2 separate regions of the Pan troglodytes genome follow, and region 1 is linked to region 2. The links are chromatin contacts, called in public Hi-C maps. All regions are on one chromosome and are shown on one strand. Each heading gives the region's core, a stretch centred on a gene start, on an enhancer-like site or on the middle of the called end of the contact. The rest is flanking DNA. Distances are from core to core; before and after follow the strand shown. Region 1 has its middle 320 kb from the start of SOX11. Region 2 has its middle 220 kb from the start of SOX11.

Region 1 (6,200 bases), core at 591-3,090, 540 kb after region 2:
ATTCAAAAAAGTCCTTCAATGAGGGGAAGGAAGGGCTTGGTATTTGGGATGTGGGAGGATACTAGTGTATATGTACACACACACGTGCGCACATGCAGGAGCACCGGGGAAAACAATGAAGAGGAGAAATAGAATGAGAACCTAACAGGCTTGCAGTGAGAAGCTCAGTTGGAGAGGAAATGGGGGGAGGAGTAAGAATAAGGTTATTTTTTCTTTCACGTTGGGTTGGAAGCTGTTTAAAGGTTTGCTTTCTACATTGGTGCTTTTATGGGAGAACTGGACTTTGGCACTGCTGTGAGAGCTTTGTAGCACCATAGGAAAGATAAGCGCCTGCCTCTTCCGGGAAGCATTTGAACTGCTGGAGACCGTAGAAGGACCACCTTGCAAAGGAAAGGGATTAATTAATGGCTCAAGAAGTCAGGCAGGCTTCGTTTTTTTTCTTTTTTTTTTTTTTTTTTAACCTCGAAGCAGGCTACTGTCTGGAAAGAACCTGCAACTGTAGCCCATATGGATTCCAAGCTTTGCAGAATGGATTCTGTGAATGTTAGGTATCTAATGGCTTTCCCTCAGTTTCTTCGTTTGTCAAGCGACCTTAAAAATAATTTCCCAGCCTGTTCTACAGGACATGTTTAAAAGTGTCTGGCAAGTGGTTAAAATAAATCCGTAAACTCTTCTCTGCATATTTTTCTCTGTATTTGGAGAGCTACCCATTTCATCTGTGTCTTTGTAGCAAGTATTAATAGAACAGTGGCGTGAACAGAGGAGGTGCTCAAGTCAATGCTTCCTGAGAGAAACATGAAAGGAAGCATCAGGGAACCTTTCAGGAGTTTCAGCGTTCATTTCCAGAGGCATGGGTGAGAATACTTCCTTTACTCCTCAAAGAAAGGCCTATGATAGAAAACATTTGCAGGAGAAATGCTTTGGAAGTCCCGCCTTTTTCAGAAACAACTTTTACGAGGCAATGTTACAACTTCAATTTCATTATACCCCAGAATTTGTGATTTCTGAGGACACCTACTCTTGGTTTTTAAACCTGATTTGAAATAGGTGACTCTTGCATTTAATCACAGCAAAGCTTAAGAAAAAATACATCCTATTATTTTAATAGGTGGAGACACCTATGTTAAAACATGCAAATATCTGCAAGATGAATACCTGAAGAAAGAATATGGTCTTAAACAGTTAGGAATCTTGTAAGGATACTAAAGAAAATGTACTTTTAAAAAATTACTACATGAGAAAGCCTTCTGTCTTTCTTATTTCTAGTCACATTTTTCTTCTACTGAGAGGTGACACATTGCATTGCACCAATAGTTTTGAGGTCTTAATTCCATCCAAATTTTCCCACATTTGGGAAGTAATACACAACTTTACTTATCTTTAAAATCCCATAGGTAGTTTCTATAAATCTGTGTGAGTACTATCCTCTTTGTAAAAACACATTTAAGACGAAGGGAACTCTGTGTATGTATTATTCATTAATTTAATCTCTTCTTTGGGTTACAAGTAAGAGGATCACCTAATTACCCTCATGTGCCGGGTGTACAGTGAGCAGTGCCTCCCACAATGCAGTCACAGAAGTTAGAAAACATGTTTCTCCTCTGGGATTGTTTCTACAACTTGGGCTCCCTACAGAAGGGCAGGATGACCTTTGGGGTTCTTGCTTGGAAATGTTAGATAAGGCTCCTAAAACCAATTTTCTGAATGAACTCCAATCCCATGGAATCTAAATCCATGCCATGGTTTGGTGGCACCCCGGCCCCCTGGGAGAGAGGAGCTTTGTCCCAAGGAAGACAAAGCCTGGCGCATTCTCTCAGGGAAGACTCAAGGCAAAGAGTTCAACAGCTCCTGTTGTTTCTCCTGGGTCTGGACAAGGGGCATTCTGTACCTGTGGCTGACAGGCAGGAAAGGGATCATCTTTCCAGCACAGCACTAGGGCTGTGGGAAGACGTGTAAAGTGCACTTAAAAAAATAATCATTAGAGGCCTGTAATAGGTGTCCCCTTTTGGAACTTCGATGCTGTGATGGCCGTTTAAGGGGAGAAAAGTGTGGGCTTTAGAGCTTCTTCGCTGCTTCTCACAAACACAGGTTCACTCACAACAGCCGGAAAGGGGTCTTTTGTAAATAAGATGTTTTACTTTTGTTGTTGGAACTGCAATGTCTTTGCTTTGCGACATGTGCTCTTTCCTTACTAAACTCCATGCAGGAATGCTGGAGATTCAGTGGATGGGCTTTTCCTGTCTCTCTCTCTCTTTCTCTCTCTGGTTTGTTTTTGTATTTCAATTTTTAACTTGATCTGAATAGCTATTCCACAACGGTATGCGGTAAACATCATTTGAAGTTTTATTAACTACTACATACATTGTTTTTTGTAAAGTAGTCTCTTATGCTTTTTAACCATAAGTTAAATAATTTGTTGTTTGGCCCATATGTGTTAATAAGGTGTACTACTGTCAGAGACAGGCAGAAGCTCCGGACTCCAGCCTCAAACCCTCTCCCTGACACTCTCCCTTCTCATGGAGTTTGGAAAATTATTTGCAGAGCCTTCAAAGGCATTCATAATGCTCAGTATGTAAGATACTTACAGATGTTAGAAATAGAATGACATATAATCAGGAGAGTTCCTGCTTCACATCTTCTCTGTCTTAATGCTTTCATTTGTGATTGCCAAAGTGTTCACAACTTTTAGCAAAAGAAGTATTGACACAATCTGCATATCAATGGAGTTTTTCTTAATATGAGCAATAAAGTTATTAAAATGCTAGTTAAAATGCATGATCTCCAGTTCAATTTCGCAGACACGTTTTTAGCCTCTCAAGGGTGTGAGATTAAGCTCCGGGGCATTTGAGGGCTTCAGCAAGGAGTACATGGCTGGTTTCAACTCTGCCCTCACTGCTATAAACAACTTTAAAAATTCTGGTTCAGACTCAGTTAACGAGCGGGAGTCAAGTAAGAAAAGAGTAACTTACCTCCATTATCTCTCTTTGAATGGTTTTTCCTTACAGTGCAATCAAATCCACATGGGATGACAGTTTTCTGTCACAGAGGGCATTTATAAAAATATGACCGACACATAAAAGAAAATCTTAAAAGTGATTAAACAACTGGCAATTAGTACTAAAAGAATAGCATTTTAGGCATGCATACAATTCTTCACAGGAGTACTTGGATTACTTCAGCTTATAATTAAAGGAAGGTTCATTTGCAAAAAAACTTGGAAGTATATCATGTTCTTCTTTATTTATTTAACCAGCAAGTATTTTTTAAGCACTTGTATTAATACATGGTTACTTTTTCTCTTTTGTGATTCTTTACCTCCCCCCACTGAACTATAGGCTATAATAATCACTGAGCATTGAAGCACTTGAAGGAAATGTCAGCTTCATTGGGTTAAATACTCTGATTTCATTAAGAGGAAACTGAGGCTCTGAGAAATAAGTGGCTTTTGAGGTTTACAATGTAAATCATTGGCAAAACCGGTGTTTTTTTCATTATGTTTCTTTTTATTAATCACTACGTTGTCTTAATCCATACTATTTCTATTGTATACCCTTTTCCCTTGGGATTTTGGTCAACAGAAAGCTTTTGAGTTGATAGATGGGAACCCTTAGATTCTAGAATTATAAACCAGCAAGATGGTGGACGGTTAGATTTTAGAAAGGGAGTTTGTTGTTGTTGTTTTTGTTTGTTTTTCATTTTTAAGAGACTCCTTGCCACTGTAATAACATGCACATTTCAACTAGTGTTCAGGAGACAACACTCTAATTTCGTATTCAGCCCTAAGAAATGGGAATAGTGAGATTTCTAACATGGTGATAGAAGCTCTGTGTGTGTGTGTGTGTGTTTGTGTGTGAGTGTGTATGTGTGCAGGTGTGTAGGCATGTGTGTGGTGTGTCTGTGCCTCCACGAAGGTGTGTGCACATGTGTATATGGCACTGCGGCTGCCCTTTCTAGAAGAAAGTCGAGGCAACAACTTTCTCCCAGTGATCATCAACTCGTGTCTGGTGCAGCATAGAAAGTCCACATCCAGCAGAAGGCTGGGCGAGCCCTTTCTACCCTGGGCTGGGATGGACTGGCTGGAGACATGGCCCTGTGTGTCTCTGTGATATGTATAAACTTTTGAGGGAGGCCACATGCACAGTGAATTTGATCTACATCGTTCTCAAAATATTTTTCTTTCTTTTTAAATTTATTTTTAATTACAAAAAAATAGAGATGGAGTCTCATTATGTTGATTAGGCTGGTTTTGAACTCCTGGCCTCCAGTGATCCTCCTTCCCTGGACTCCCAAAGTGCTGGGATTATAGGCATGAGCCACCTCGCTCAGGTGTTTACAAATATTTGAAGGACTATGATTTAGAAAGCTAACCTTGCATAGCCTACAGCTCTGGGCACGAGGTATATAGAGGCAAATTTTGGTTTACCACAAGGAAAAGTTTCCCAAAATTTAGAATTTTATATAAAAAAGTGAACTTCTTTGTGAATTCATGAATTGGCCATCATTAAGGTTTTAAGAGGCAAAGAAAGCCTTAGCATTGGAGATGTTTTAGAATAGCACTCTGCCTTGGGTGGGGGCTCTGCCTGATGACCTTGCTACAGCCGATTCCTGGGTCCCTGTCCCAACACAGCAAAGCAGGCCCCATGCCCAGCCCACACAGCATGCACCTGCTGGGTCAAGGAGAAGGAGAAAGGCCTCTGCAGCCTGCTTACCATCAAAGTTGGCTATCCAGCAAGCAGAGAGGTCCCGCTCATCAACATTCCTCCCAGCTCCACGGTGACAAGCTCAGTGGCAGTGGATCAAAAGGGGCCTGCCTGGCACACGCAGATGGACTCCAAGCAAGGTCCTGTGGACAGAATGAGAATTGGAAGGATTCCAAATATATGTTCTTCAGGCTACCATGTGAGCCGACATTTGAATTCCCAGAGTCTTAAAATTCTTCCTACTGAGCTTGGCACTGTGTCATAGTAATCCTAACCCCCACAGCAGTCATTCTAATGAACACTAGCATTACCAATGCCGTAAGTGTTCCATCATCTAGATCCCAGGTCTGAACCATGTTGAGAGTGTAGGAGCTATGGGCACCCGTTGCCCAGTGGCCCTTTGGTTAGCGATCAACAAGATCAGTATGTACTAAGAGAGAGTTTTGTGCTGCTCTCACTATTTTATTATGATAAATTACATTACATCGTGTTATATTATAGTCTATTTATATTACATACTATGATAATATAGTATTTTACCTTTATTTATATTACTTATGCTATTATATTACAGATGATCATGTCTTATTATGTTATAATATTATCATATTATATTATTTTAACACCCGAAGAATGGGGAAATGGCATAAGGAAAAGCTACACAGTCGCTCCGTTGGAGATCTTCAGAGTAAAATAATCGAAGGAAGGTAGCCAGGTCCTTTCACACCGGAGCATCTGCACACCCACACACTGGCCAGGAATGATGGATGACCTGTCTCGCACTGGCCTCATGAAGGGCTCTGGGCCCTGTAATGGCTGGAGATGGATGGAGACTCAGAGGAACTTTATCTCTAAGGGTCCAGGTGGTAAGGCCTGTGGTGTTGCTTGGAGACCACAGTACTGATCTGGGTTTAAGCTGGCCTGGTTCACATTTTCATCAGTGACAGATGACAGGTTCTGGGAGGGCAACTGACCTCTATTAAATTGTTTGTTTCAGAACCAGAAGGCCTAAATCCTTATACGTTCAATTCACGATCGCTTTACGTTTTCTTTCTGTGCCTCCTTTGCCTTCTCCTTCTTCCCCATATGTCTCCTTTCCCTTCTCGTCTGCCCACTCCCACTGGTGGTCCTTCCTTTCTCTTCCCTCCTGGTCCTCCCAGGACATCCTTGAGGGCCCTGCCTCAGTCCCTGCACTTCTCGGAATGCTGCTGTGTCCAGCTCTCCAGGGGCCTGAGAGAACCAACTTTCAGCAGAACCTTCATGTCTCATTCTGAGAAGGCAAATGCCTTCCGGCATGATTTCTTTGATTCTCATGATTCTCATTGTATAACATTTTGTGACGCACGGTGTGTGTCTCCCTCATTAATGTAACCTGAATGTCACCAGCACAGGACCCTTGTCAGACGGTCTCTACTGTGTCATATGTGCAAGCTGGCCACATGTTGAGAGAGACAGATTAGAATTCCACAGAAAGAGAGACAGAAAAAAAAAAACAGAAAA
Region 2 (6,932 bases), core at 1,892-4,391:
TGTCTTATTAGCCTCAAGTCTATTGCCTCAGTCAGTGAACAATTGCTGCTGATTGTTTTCAACAAATGCCAAGGAAATAAAGCTGTTTGCAAAAAGTGAGCTCTGAGTAAGGTCAAATAAAGACAAGCCTTGGGAGTGGGGCTCTTTAGGTTGCTGCCAAATAGGCCAGATTTTTACAGTTCCTTGGAGATGGGCTTTGAGAAGCTTCAAATTCTTTCTATCCCCATCTTCATTGGTTCTCTTGGGCTGCCATTTTTTATGGCTGCTATACTTTCTCACCATGCTGAAATGATTCAGGCTTCAAGATTGCTTGTTTTCAAGACTACCTCAGAGCTAACGAAAAGAGTATGAAATTAGGGCAATTTAAAACTATATAAGCTCAGTGTTCTTACCAAAATCAGTCCTGGATCCTAGATAATCATCCTCCTAGGGAATTATCCATCTCGATGTCTGCTTCTCTTCTGGAAACCTGCTATGAGAACACCTCTCCCTTTGACCGGCCCCACCTTATGAGAATCTGTGACACTGAACTAGGAGGGCCATTAGGGTGGCTTCTAGCCAGCTGCCTCGAACTCATGCTGTATGTCTCAAGGAAGCTATGACACATAAGTGCTGAGAAAGTCTGGAAATTGTGGTCGGCCTATGTGCCCTATTGATGGCAGGAGACAGCTATCTTTGTAAAAGGTAGCATATGGCAAGGGACAATAACATGCAGTGATGGCACCCAGACTCTGCACCTTCCTACCAAACAGGGCTCTTTGCAATCCAAACAACAGGTCATTCTAGGATTGGATATAAGAACCCAGTGTAGCATGTATACGTAAGCTGTGCAATATAAATAGGTTGGCTAATGTATTAGTTCATTCTCACACTGCTATAAAGACACTACCCAAGACTGGGTAATTTATAAAGAAAAGAGGCTTAATTGACTCACAGTTTCACATGGCTGGGGAGGCCTCAGGAAGCTTATAATCATGACAGAAGGAGAAGCAGGCATGTCCTACATGGCAGCAGGTGAGAGAAGTGAAGTGTGAGCACAGGAAATACTGCCATTTTTAAAACCATCGGGTCTCATGAGACTCACTCACTATCACAAGAACAGCGTGGGGGAAACCGCCCCCATAATCCAATCACCACCAATCAGGTCCCTTCCTTGACACATGGGAATTACAACTCAAGATGAGATTTGGGTGGGGACACAGAGCTAAACCATATCATCTAATGTAGGGACCTTACAGGTAAATAAACTGAGGGCTAACCAACATGCATATTTCATCTCATCTATCCCAAACCTGCTTGCCGTCTTTCAGTCTGCAAAATGACCTGCCTTCTCACTCTCAAAAGATCATCTCAGCATGATGAGTTGATGATTCTCTATCAATGGCCTCCTTTCCCTCTCATCCGTTTCAAAATATTTGTATGTCTTCACTGGTATTTTTCTCCTTGTTTACCTCTCCAGAGGAAACAGAATCTTTCCACTAGACAAAGGCTCACCCCTCCATCGAGGTCCTGAATGCAATCTCTCTTATTTTTCTAACCTTCTAAGCATGTAATAATTCATCCAAACCGGAGGAAAAGGAAGCTATGATGGGAAGGCATAGGGGGCCATCATGTCTGAACTGAGACTGCACTAGTCCAACCAAACATGCTATCTCCGACATGCCTTAAATCTCTTTCTTTACACCACCTGCCAATCAATAAATATGATGAAAAGATTCCATATTAAAAATAAATGAATAAAAGAACCCTTGATCTCTCTGATTTTCCTCTTTTATTCTTATCACCTCCAAAGTTCTAGGGAAAGCAGTCTATATCTGCTTCCTTCCCACTTCAGTTTGTTGAAATCTCCACCAGGTTCTGGATATCGTTCTTGTAAAACTCATCAGTGGTTTAACTTCGGTGGAGCCTCATCCTATTTAATGTTATCTGAAATTTAACCGCTGCCTACCTCTTCTTCTTAAAGCTGTCTCTTTTCTTGAAATATGAGGAATGATTCTCTCCTGGCTCTCATCTCTCCTGCCTTTCTGCTTCTCGGATTTTGCTGATTCCTTTCTGTGGGGACGCGGTTAATATTTGTGGGACTGTCAAACTCCTCATTGCAGCCGTGGCTCCTCCAAAAGGTAGGGTTCTCCTTGGGCTTCTGATGCCTTCTCTTTCTGGGTCATTTCCACCAGCAGAGGGACCCCTTGAGGCGAGGGTGCTAATGCTTGTTCTGTGGACTATAAGGAACAGGCAGGGTTGTGTCAATACACTTGTGGGGCAAGGGAGCCTGGTGAAAACCCCATGCATATGAGATAGGGGTGTGGCTGAGCAGGAGAAGGAGGACAGACAGCAAGGAGGCGAGTCGGCCTCTCTTCCAGTCCTCAAGTCTGCCCCAGTGCTTGTCCTACTGTGACTTGCCTTGGAGGAGTGAGGCATTGGAGAGGGAAAAGCTTGCGTGATCCAGGCCTGACCCTTGGGCTGCCAGTCTTCATGATACAAACCTGTATGTTTAGGAGACAGAGAGACCAGCAGGGGTAGCAGTATGAGCTGTTTTCATGAGCCCTAGTAAGTTAGAGAGGCCTTAAAATTAAGTCTACAATAAGATGATAGGCCTTCCTACTTAGAAAAAATAAGGATGCCCATCCATGTGAATAGATAGATATTCACAAAGGCAGTGCCCATGCTAACCACAGTACTGGCCGGTGGGAGGATCTCTGTTCTCAGCCTGGTCACACATTTCTCCTAGTGGACTCCAAGTTGGGTCACACAGCCCTATTGTCACTCCCTGGCTACTGAGCACAACTGCTTACAATCCACCCTGTCCCCATCCTGGGTAGCCTGGAAAATCCCTGTAATTATAAACAGGCCCTGTCTCCAAGCCATCCCTCTCCCCAGGGCCCCACCGCAAGGTGGAGACGGTGACTCAGCTTGGCCCCTGCTGGAGCTTATCTCTGTGGGCAGTCCCAGCAGGAAATCATTGGGAGTTGAGGCAATGGGAGGGCCTTCTTAGGGGCTGCTGGGTTCTGGACAGCAGGAGAGGGAGGAGAGTTGCTCGGGAGCTCTCCAAGCTAAATCAATCCTTTCCCTTTCAGCTCAGAGATAAAAACCTGGAGTGCCATTTGAGTGCTCAGCACCCAGGAATGTCCCCACACAGCTGACAGGCATCAGCTTCCATTTAGAATGTGTGAGATTGCTGGCTGCCAGACCCACCCCTGTGGTTTAGTGAATGCCAAGAAAGTCCTGGAAATGAAGGAATTAAATAGCCATAGTCCAAGCATGTATTTCTCACACTGAGAATTACTCAGCACCCTCACATAGCAGATCCGGATATGTGGGTTACAATAATCCCTTATATTTATATAGCACTTTTTAGTTTACAAAGCACTTTCAAGTCCATTAGTGCATGTGATCCTCCAGACAGCCCTATGAAACATCAGGGAAGCTATTATTAGTCTCGCCCCACTCTGCTCCCATAATTCTTTGTACATACCTCCTCTAAAACACTTATCACTTGGTTCTGTAATGACTTGCTTACAGTGTGTTACAGTGAAAAGAACATGGGCTTTGGAATCAAACAGCCTTGAGTGTGAAAGCTGGCTCTGCCATTTACCATCTGCCTGAGCTTAGGTTAGGTACTTCCTCTCTCTAAGTCTTAGTTTTCCCATTTCTAAGAGTGTGGCTAAGAAGCTGATGATCTCCCCTGGTTGTTGTAAGAATTAGAGAATGGAATGCATATGAAAGTACCAAACACTGTCAGAATGCAGTAAGTACTCACTAAAGATTGGATCTTCTCTTCCCTAGTGACAGTGCGTGACTTAAAGCCTGGCCCCACACTTTATTTATTTTGTGTATCTCCAGAGCTTAGCACAAGATTTGGTAAATGGGCATTATTTAAAAACAAGAAAAAACAAATGCATGAATGAAAGAATCCTATTTTATAAACAAGGAAACAGAAGCCCAAAGTGGCTAAGTGCTCTATCAAGGGTGAAAGTGGAATTTCTGGTACCTTATCTGAAGTCCCCCCTGTTGCAGGTTCTCAACATCTGTTGTCAATCTTCCTATTAGTTAATTAAACTCCTGCCCCAAACACCATCCTTGACTGTTGTCGATGCTTCTGGCGTTTTCCCAATGAGCTCAACTCTTCAAGGAAATGAAAGAGGCTAATTTGCACAGAAAGGCCAGAAAACCCTAGTTGGCCAGCATCCTTTGGGTCTAAGCTATAAGCAGCGCAAATTAGCCCAGCCATTTATATGCAAAATAAGCACCAAGCCTTGAAGATTGTTTGAAAATTGCCTACCTAAGGAGTGTAAGTTAAAAGTTGATTCAAAAACTGTTTGGTTCCATCTAGGAAAGTGAATGCCAAATTGGTCTTTTCAAATTCAAATCTAAGTTAACCTTCAACTTAAAACCTACAGCGCCTCTTCATTATCACTTAGATTCAGGGGCAGAATCTCTTTCCCGGCCTGAGTCCCTAAGTGGACCAGCCTGGCTCCCACATTGCATCTTAGACACTTCATTGCCTCTGCCCGTCAGGATTTCTCCTCCAGCCTACTGGCCTTCCTTTAGATTTTATGATGTCACGTTCTTCCCCTGCATATGTTTGTTTCATCTCTCCGGAAACTCACGTTCCTCCTTCCTTTAGTTAACCCCTGTTCCTCAGATTTTGGCTCAAATATCACTCCCCCTAGACATCGTTCCCTGATTGCCTAATCTAGGCCAAGTTTATTATATGACACATAGGATTCATTTGGATCTTTTATATCACTTTTTTTTTTTTTTTTTTGTGAGATGGAGTCTCGCTCTGTCACCAGGCTGGAGTGCAGTGGCACGATCTTGGCTCCCTGCAACCTCTGACTCCCTCGTTCAAGCGATTCTCCTGCCTCAGCCTCCTGAGTAACTGGGATTACAGGCATGCGCCACCACACCCAGCTAATTTTTATATTTTTAGTAGAAACAGGGTTTCACCATTTTGGCCAGGATGGTCTCGATCTCCTGACCTCGTGATCTGCCCGCCTTGGCCTCCCAAAGTGCTGGGATTACAGGCGTGAGCCACCATGCCCGGCCTTATATCACTTTTAATACACACTCTTACAGTGATTACTGAACAATGTCTGCATCCCCCCCTACAATGGAAACACCATGAGAACACAAAGGTTATGTTGGTTTTGCTCACTTTTGTATCTTCAGTGCCTGGCATGGAGTGGCTACTCAGTATTTGTCAACAAGAAGAAGGTTGATCTGGCTGACTCAGAAGGTGGTCTCCTACTAGGTTGCCATCTGGGTAGCAGGGTAGAGGTCCAGCCGGGCCACTGATGTTTGCGAGGTTTTTTGAGCTCAGAGACCTCTCATAGAATAATAGACTCAGAGCTGAAAGAGATTTTAGATATCATCTAACCCCAAACTCTCCCTCTTCTCAAACCTCCCTGGCCATGCATTCCACTTAATAAATGGTTTTGCAGGCTTTGCTTGGGCTTATTCTATGCATGAGATCTACATGAATAGATGATAGGATTATGTCACCCAGAAGAGTCCTTTAAGAATCTTGTACACACAAGCAGAGGATAAAAACACCCAGAAGAACTGTATCCATGTTTTAGAACACTTTAAATCTTATAAGTAAGCAAAAACGTTTGTAAAAAGATATAGAAAGAAACAAGCCTAGCTTGTCTTTTGGTACTGACTTCCAGTTCCTCCATCCTGGGGGATCAACCTGCCCTTGAACCAGGGTCAGCAGTGCCAGTGTCTCCTCTAGTTGGCTTCCCACAATTTTGTTGTTCTGAGTCTATTCCAGATCTCCATTGTCTGATATACGTCATGAACTGGCCTGGTCACATGTTGATTTTGATATAGATATTCTAACCACCAAGAATTCTCAGTCAGTCTCTCATTTGCTCAAAATTCAGTACTTAAAACATAAAATCTTTTCGCTTAAATGGCGAAGAGCTTGACATGTGCCTTTCTACTACTTTTGCAGAGCTCCTTTGTTTTACTAATTTCCGTGTGTCCAGGATCTGGTGCTGGGACACTGTTGAGTTGTGCTGAATCACTGTTATTTCTGGGTTTAATTTCTGCAGTTAGGCTCAGAAATTGGGTAACTCTGTGTCTCATGGGCATGGTGAAGCAGGAGGAGCACCCCTTCCCCAAGTGTTTGTAAATGTCAACTATGACCACAGTAAGAAGTTTAGAGTCTTCACAAATACAATTATTTGCAGGCTGAGTCTAGCCTGGGAGGTACTTTTCTACTTTCCATATGCTCTTTTCTCTGTTTCCCCCCCAGTATTCTTTGCTACAAAAGTCCCTTGACAGTGTCCCTAGTTACAAATGCATGCTTGCCCCAGGCTTTGACTGAATTTGCTGTCTGTTTAATACCTGCTCCATATGGGATAGATTAACACAAAAAGCTTTAACCTTGTACAACACTCAGATGCTTTCATGTAATGGCTGTGAGGATGGGGGGTGGGACATGAACACATAAGTGGGTGCATGTACCAAGAACAGAAATCCATTGAGTTCCCCCAGACCAGACGTCTACATTCTGGAGGGCTCTCAGCAGCCAATAAATTTGACTTGAACTTTTTTATTTCATGCATTCTGCTGTTAAAGCAAACCCTTCTTTCTAAACTAAGTATAATTGCAAGATACTATTCTGAGTGCCAAAAACGTCAACTGTAAGTTGCAAACATGGACACATTTAAACAGAACCATATGTTAGATTGAAAGGAAAAATCAGAAAGGAACCAATCATTCTACCTTTTGCTGCAGAGATAAATTGCAATGAAGCAACCATGTCAGAAAAAAATTAGGGAACCATTGATCCTCATACAATAATACACTATGTATTTTCATTAGGAAAGAGAGTTATCTGTGCTCTGTGAACATTATTGGCTAGATAAAGTCTTATAAAAACTCAGTTCATTGAAGACGGATAAATGACACTAGTTTATTTAACA

The links. A called contact is a pair of places that touch in the nucleus more often than the background predicts.
Region 1: a Hi-C map of stem cell-derived neural progenitor cells shows a contact between it and region 2, with 2.3 times the contacts expected there. The contact joins two enhancer-like sites. A contact is called at or near these places in 2 of 7 Hi-C or Micro-C datasets (induced pluripotent stem cells and stem cell-derived neural progenitor cells).

The regions. Positions count from the first base shown.
Region 1 is chr12:117,499,576-117,505,775 of NHGRI_mPanTro3-v2.0_pri, forward strand. No RefSeq gene overlaps it. Among named protein-coding and RNA genes, the nearest start is that of SOX11, 320 kb to the left of the region's middle. Within about 2 kb of position 1,841, at least 7 of the 24 cell types and tissues checked have an H3K27ac peak or open chromatin away from gene starts, as enhancers often do. A contact at or near this core is called in stem cell-derived neural progenitor cells, where this site is marked.
Region 2 is chr12:116,953,305-116,960,236 of NHGRI_mPanTro3-v2.0_pri, forward strand. No RefSeq gene overlaps it. Among named protein-coding and RNA genes, the nearest start is that of SOX11, 220 kb to the right of the region's middle. Within about 2 kb of position 3,142, at least 8 of the 24 cell types and tissues checked have an H3K27ac peak or open chromatin away from gene starts, as enhancers often do. A contact at or near this core is called in stem cell-derived neural progenitor cells, where this site is marked.